Regions from separate parts of the Lactuca sativa genome. Here region 1 is linked to region 2. Evidence: chromatin contacts called from public Hi-C data. All regions are on one chromosome and are shown on one strand. The core of a region is the stretch at or near the end of the contact, and the rest is flanking DNA. Distances in the headings are between cores, read along the strand shown. Region 1 holds the start of LOC111904146. Region 2 holds the start of LOC111904143 (TOM1-like protein 4).

Region 1 (2,911 bases), core at 105-2,604, 160 kb after region 2:
ATATGATATACCTGGGAATCCGGATGTTACAGGCTACTTCAGGTTAAACCAGAAAAATGACTTGATAGGGTAATATAATTTTCAGTTTGTATACATTTAATCCTTAATGTTTTTGTTCACATTTAGTCATTATAATAAGTTTCTTTAGATTTTGTTCACATTTAGTCATTATAATAAGTTTCTTTAGATTTTGTTCACATTTAGTCATTATAATAAGTTTCTTTAGATTTTGCTCACGATATCTTACATAAGATAAACTCGTCCCTCACTTATATCAATAACCTAATTCTCAAATCGATCAAATAATGACAGTGACTTAGTTTTCTCTAAGCTGAAGATGTATTCGGCTTCAGTTTCATATATCTTCATAACAGACAACGAGATTATTTATCTTGGAAGTGCAAATTTGAGTTAGGATGAAGCAATCGCAAATAATCTCGTTGTCTGCTATGGAGATACATAAAACTTTTCGTCAGGGTGTTATTTTGTATTGGAAGTGCAAATTATTTTAGCGTCTTCCTTAATTCTTTTGTGTTGGAAGTGCAAATTCGAGTTGGGAGGAAGTAATTACAAAGAATATTGTTGTTTGTTGTGGAGATAGTGAAACCGAAGTCGAAGACATCTTTTGCTTAGATAAAACTAGAGCACCCACATTATTTGAGCTATTTATGAATTAGGTTACTGATATAAGTGAATGATGAGTCACATATGAGAACACCTCATTAATTATTGTCCCACGCAGGATGCCCGTGAGTAAAATCTGAAGAACTCAGTCATAATGACTAACTGTGTACAAAAACCTAAATATGTATAAAGAATATTGTTGTCTGTTGTGGAGATAGTGAAACCCAAGTCGAAGACATCTTTTGCTTAGATAAAACTTGAACACCCACATTATTTGACCTATTTAAATTCTTATGTTGATGGAAGGAAATCTTTGGAAAGCTTTTAAAAATATGTGATTGAATAAGTCATTTTAAAGTTAAAAAGTAATCTCAAACACCATTATTCCTCTGCATAGTCAATGCCAGTTGACTTAGGGGGTGTTTGGTTTAGCTTTTCACAGCTCAAAAGTTTTTTTTGGAAAATTTACAAAAAGTCAGGTTTTCTTGACTTTTCCAAAAAGTTTATTTTCCTTGTATCAAATCTCCAAAAGTAGTTTTTAAAACTAGTTTTTCCAAACCTCTTTTTCTTTTTCAAAAAGGACTTTTGGCTGCGAAAAGCTAAGCCAAACACCCCCTTAATATAAAAAAAGAAAAATAATAAAAAAAAATTAAATAATCAAAGAACAAAAATAAATCTGGATTTACTAAATGGACACAAAATGAAACTTATTAAAAAAATTTCCCAATTTACTTTGCAAAACATATTTAGTTCAAAACCCTCTTCCCCAATTTCATTCCGAATCAACGAACAAGAACCCTAACATTTTACTCCAATTCACAACTGAAGCGTGAGATCCGTTTGTTGAAGGAAAGATGTCGAATCCACCGAATTCCTCTGCATCTTCTTCTTCCCAGTTCACATACTCCAACAACAATGGCTCGTATTTTCCGATGCCCTTCCACCTTCAACAACCCCAAACATACCCTGCTGCAGCTCCTCCTCCTCCGCCTTCGGTCGTTCAATTCCCCGCTCCACCTCCCGCCTACGCTACTCCATCCACTTCTGTCCCTGGAGTCTACTTTCCCCAGTTCCAGCAGGTAATTTCTGTCAACCCTAATTAATTATTTCAGTTAAGCGTTGATCATTTAATGTTCGTACTTCCATGCCAGTAATTTGAAGAATTACAAGATGATTTTGGAACATTTAGCAATTACTAGCGTAGGGACTACTTAGGCTGCCCCATCAACCACAACGTTACTATCTGACACATATATTGTAGGATCAATTTGAAGGATTTAGAAACCTGCCTTTTCAATTTTCCCAAGTATATGCTCTTAAGTTTGTAACATGTTTATCCATAGAAGTTTGAGACATCGAATAGGCCAAGAAAGCCCTAATGTTATTGGCCAAAAACTGATTGTTGCATTTCTTCGTAACTAAAGGAATTAGTTTTTTCTCCTAAACTATATAAGAATATAAGATCTTGACAGTTGACACTTGATCAAAACAAGGGTGTTTGAGTCAAAATATATGGCTTCAGAGAACACAGAGTTTCCAGTATAACTGTAAAATGATCCAAACCTTTCTATTGGCCAAGATAATCATTAAGAAATGAATCAATCATCTTGAACCATATATCTGGCGAGGCTTATCTTTATAAACCTTCTCAACAAAAACATGATTAAGGAATGCTTTCCAGATATCAGCCAATGAAGTCTTCAATGGTTAGTTGCAGCTTGAGCAATCATAATACATATTACAAGTCATTTTGACTCTGAAGCTAAGGGTGTCATATTGTGGAATGACCAATAAAGATGCACAAAGAAACTCTACACAAAATTGTAATAATTGATCCAAGAACCAAGTGAAAAGTAACAAAATACCAAACCCTGCAAACTGACTTTGTAAGAATCCCTCATAACGCCTAACTGAAACCAAAAGAAATGTTTTTTTTTTGAAAATAGGCACAACAGCTATTTCAAAGGGATGCACAAACAATTACACCTGAAGCTCTAGAAAGTGTAAAGGCTGCACTTGCAAGCAGTGAAGTGGAGCATAAAGCAGAGGTCAAAAAGAGAGCCATACCTCGTAAAGCAGCTGGTCAAGCTTGGGAGGATCCAACACTTGCAGAGTGGCCAGAAAGTGAGTTTTCTTCATCTGATTTGTAATTTTCTGATAGCAAAATCTCATCTTGTTGTTGATGATTGTAGTGATGTTTTTCCAGATGATTATCGTCTATTTTGTGGAGATCTTGGAAATGAGGTTAATGATGATGTTCTTTCAAAAGCTTTTCAAAGATTTCCTT
Region 2 (3,196 bases), core at 207-2,706:
AGTGCATCTACTACAATGCTTCTTAATTACAAAATCATACTATCACTGGAGTACAAAACATATTTACCAATCACCTTCAAGTCATTGTATGCTTCATAATATTGGGGATACCTTCCCCCTCTTCCCCCTAAAGCTTCTTGCCAAGTGTCTATCAGTATAAGAATCTTTTCCCTCACATTTAAATCCGGCTGCAACATCATATCAATATCAACATTATTTAATCTTTAATGAAAACAAACTAAAGATAGAAATTCCATACCTTCTTCTTTACAATTTTGACCATATCATGCAGGATATCCCGCTCAACGATTTGCTGAAACACATTTTCTCCACAGTTTTTGCTCAAAGTTTCAAGTACCTATTTAGAATTTACAAGATTTTTGAATAAAGTTGGTTCCTTGTAGAACATGTAACAAATATCTTTCATTGTATGATAGAAATATATGACAAAAGTGAAATGAATAACTTACAAAAAGAGCTAGGAGCTGTATTTTTGGATTTTTACCCCCGAGCTTCTTTTTTAGTATCTTAAGAGCATCTTTTGTTTGCCTGCAAAATCAAGAACATAACAGCAAGATGAAATTACTAAAGAAATCATCACCCCACAAAAAAAAAAAAAAACTATTATCAGCTTGTGAATTTCTTCAACAAAGACTTTTTCAGCTACTTACATACCACATGGAAGATACATAACTGTGGCTTCAATTAAATGTATTAAATGGAGAGAGAAAGCAATCATATGTGCTAATTAATTGAAAGATTGAAAATAGAGTAGTTGTGTTATAATGGAAAAAAAGAAGTTATACCCAGGATCCATATTGATAAGATCACATAGCTCGATATTAATGGCCCAATCAGGACCGATCAGCATATCACTTGTTGCCCTTTCAGCACATGCTGCTGCATTATTAGTATTTGACATTTCTTAATTTGTCCTTCACCAGTCTAAACCTGCGATGATCTCCCACAAACCCACAAAAATTAATATGTAAAACCCTTAAAAGTTCAAAAGTACATATCACAACTTCAAATTCGTAAAAAGGACAAAAGGAATTCACATCCATCCGAGAAATTTCGAGATTCAATTGAAGCCGTACAAAATTTTAAAATACACAAAAACCTAATGGATCGAAGCTCCGAGGAATCAATAATATAATTCAAAAGGAAATAATCCCAGATAAATGATGCGATCGTTATCGATAACATCCAAGACCCGTTCAAACCCAAGTAGAAATACGATCAGAATTGGAAAAAGTATGAATCTGAAAAGAAATAGATAGGATCAGGGGATTGCTTACCCGTCAACAAGAATTATGTAACAGAGAAGACCAGAACAGGTTTTTCTTCTAGGAATTTAGTGTAGAAAAAGTAGATAGAGAATTTAGCAGAAATCAAGAGAGAAGGAGATGACTTTCTCTTCGGTCTGTGTATGCGTCACCCCTTCAATTTCCTTTTTCTTATACCATGCCGATATCCGGGTCTCAATTTCGGACCCAAAGGAACGCCGATTTTACTTCTTTCGAGTCAATTTAGGAAATATTATCATATATTTTTTTTATGTTTTGGCATCATTATGTTATATATAATAAATGCAATTATACATTTTTATGGAAATATTATCATAACTATGTTAAATTAAGTATGCATTTTATGTAATATTATTTTAATTTTACTTAATTTGTATAAATTTGATTTTTGATGGAAAATATATCACAATACCTTATTTTAACATGAAAAAAACAATAAATTACCCTTTAGTTTTATATGATTGAAACATCATTGCATAACTAATCTCAATTACATAAATTGTAAAAAATTATTAAATTAATAAAAGAGGTTAATGTAGTCGGACAAATAAGAATTTAATCATTATTGATATGTCTTGGTTCGCAAGTCATAATAAAAAATTACTTAGATACTTTATATAAAAATCGTTTTATTACAAAACTAAAAAATATAGAATTTTGTTATATAAATATCATTTAGTAATTTTGGTCATATTTTGTTTGATATTTAAAATTTAGATTTTTGTAGTTTTCTTTTCCTAAGTTTCATTTGAAAAAGTTGAAAAATAAATAAGAAATAAGAATTAGGATGAAGAATGATTTTATTAAAAATGGGGACAGATAATTGGTCAACCATTCTCATGAGTTGACTTGGGCCGGCCAAACCGAAACCATACGCGCTTCTAATTGACTCGAATAATCCTTTTTCTTTTGTTCAGTTGGCAAGATGGAAAATATATATACAAATCTAGAATATCAGTTTTAATTATAGGCTTACATTTTCATATTTAATAACAATCAGATAATTAATTACTTTATCTTTTTTTAACTTATATAGTTTTATACAATGCAGAATATCAGTTTTAGACGAAAAAAAAAATGACCAAAAGTTTAGTGTTTTCTAATTGTAATTTTTAGTCCATATTAATGGCATCCAAAATAGTTAAGTTATTTAATGATTTAATGGTTTTTTTTTTGTTTTTTTTTTTGTAAACGCATCCACAATAGTTAAGCCATTTAATGAGTTGATGATTTTTTATTTTTTATATCGGAGTTTTAGTAACTTTTTTGGTAACATTTGTCTTCAAAAATCATCTTAATGACATCAACAACTCCAAAATCCTTGTTGTCACACTGGGTTCTTATTCTTTTGTATTTGGAAAAAATGTTTTATAATTACAATAGTAATATGCTTTGAACTTTGAAGAGTAATTGAAATAAAATTATTTTTTTATAAAAAAACCCATCAGTTGATATGCTATAAGTAATTTAATTAAACGAATGAATTTTGTAACTAATATGATTATATGATTACATAAAGATTAGAATATAACTAATAATTTTTAGAGTACATAACTAGAAAACACGAATCTTATTTTTATACATTTTACCTAATAATTCATTTTAAACTCAAAGTATAGTGGATGCATACAATTTATATGTTGTTAATGATTGGCTAGAGGAATATTTTTTAGGTTAATTATTGAAATTCCAAATTGTGTACACTATGGATACTATCATAAGATATTATATTTTGAAAAGCAACATAAATGGGCATTTATTTTGGACTTTATAGAACCAAATTTTTCATGGAATTCATCTCTCTACGAAATGACAACATTTTACCAATACGAAATAACGATCCATTGATAAAGCAATTTCGGTAAGAAACATATTGTAAAGTTTAATTT

Evidence for each region. A called contact is a pair of places that touch in the nucleus more often than the background predicts.
Region 1: a Hi-C map of leaf shows a contact between it and region 2, with 5 times the contacts expected there. The contact joins the promoter of LOC111904146 here to the promoter of LOC111904143 in region 2. A contact is called at or near these places in 2 of 4 Hi-C or Micro-C datasets (leaf and seed).

What each region holds. Positions count from the first base shown.
Region 1 is chr1:11,645,781-11,648,691 of Lsat_Salinas_v11, forward strand. LOC111904146 reads left to right here and starts at 1,355. Exons shown (of 6, transcript XM_023899919.3): 1 at 1,355-1,703; 2 at 2,571-2,748; 3 at 2,831-2,911. The coding sequence starts at 1,479.
Region 2 is chr1:11,485,686-11,488,881 of Lsat_Salinas_v11, forward strand. It overlaps LOC111904143 (TOM1-like protein 4), which reads right to left and starts at 1,457. Exons shown (of 10, transcript XM_023899916.3): 1 at 1,299-1,457; 2 at 807-951; 3 at 471-549; 4 at 260-358; 5 at 75-188. The coding sequence starts at 922.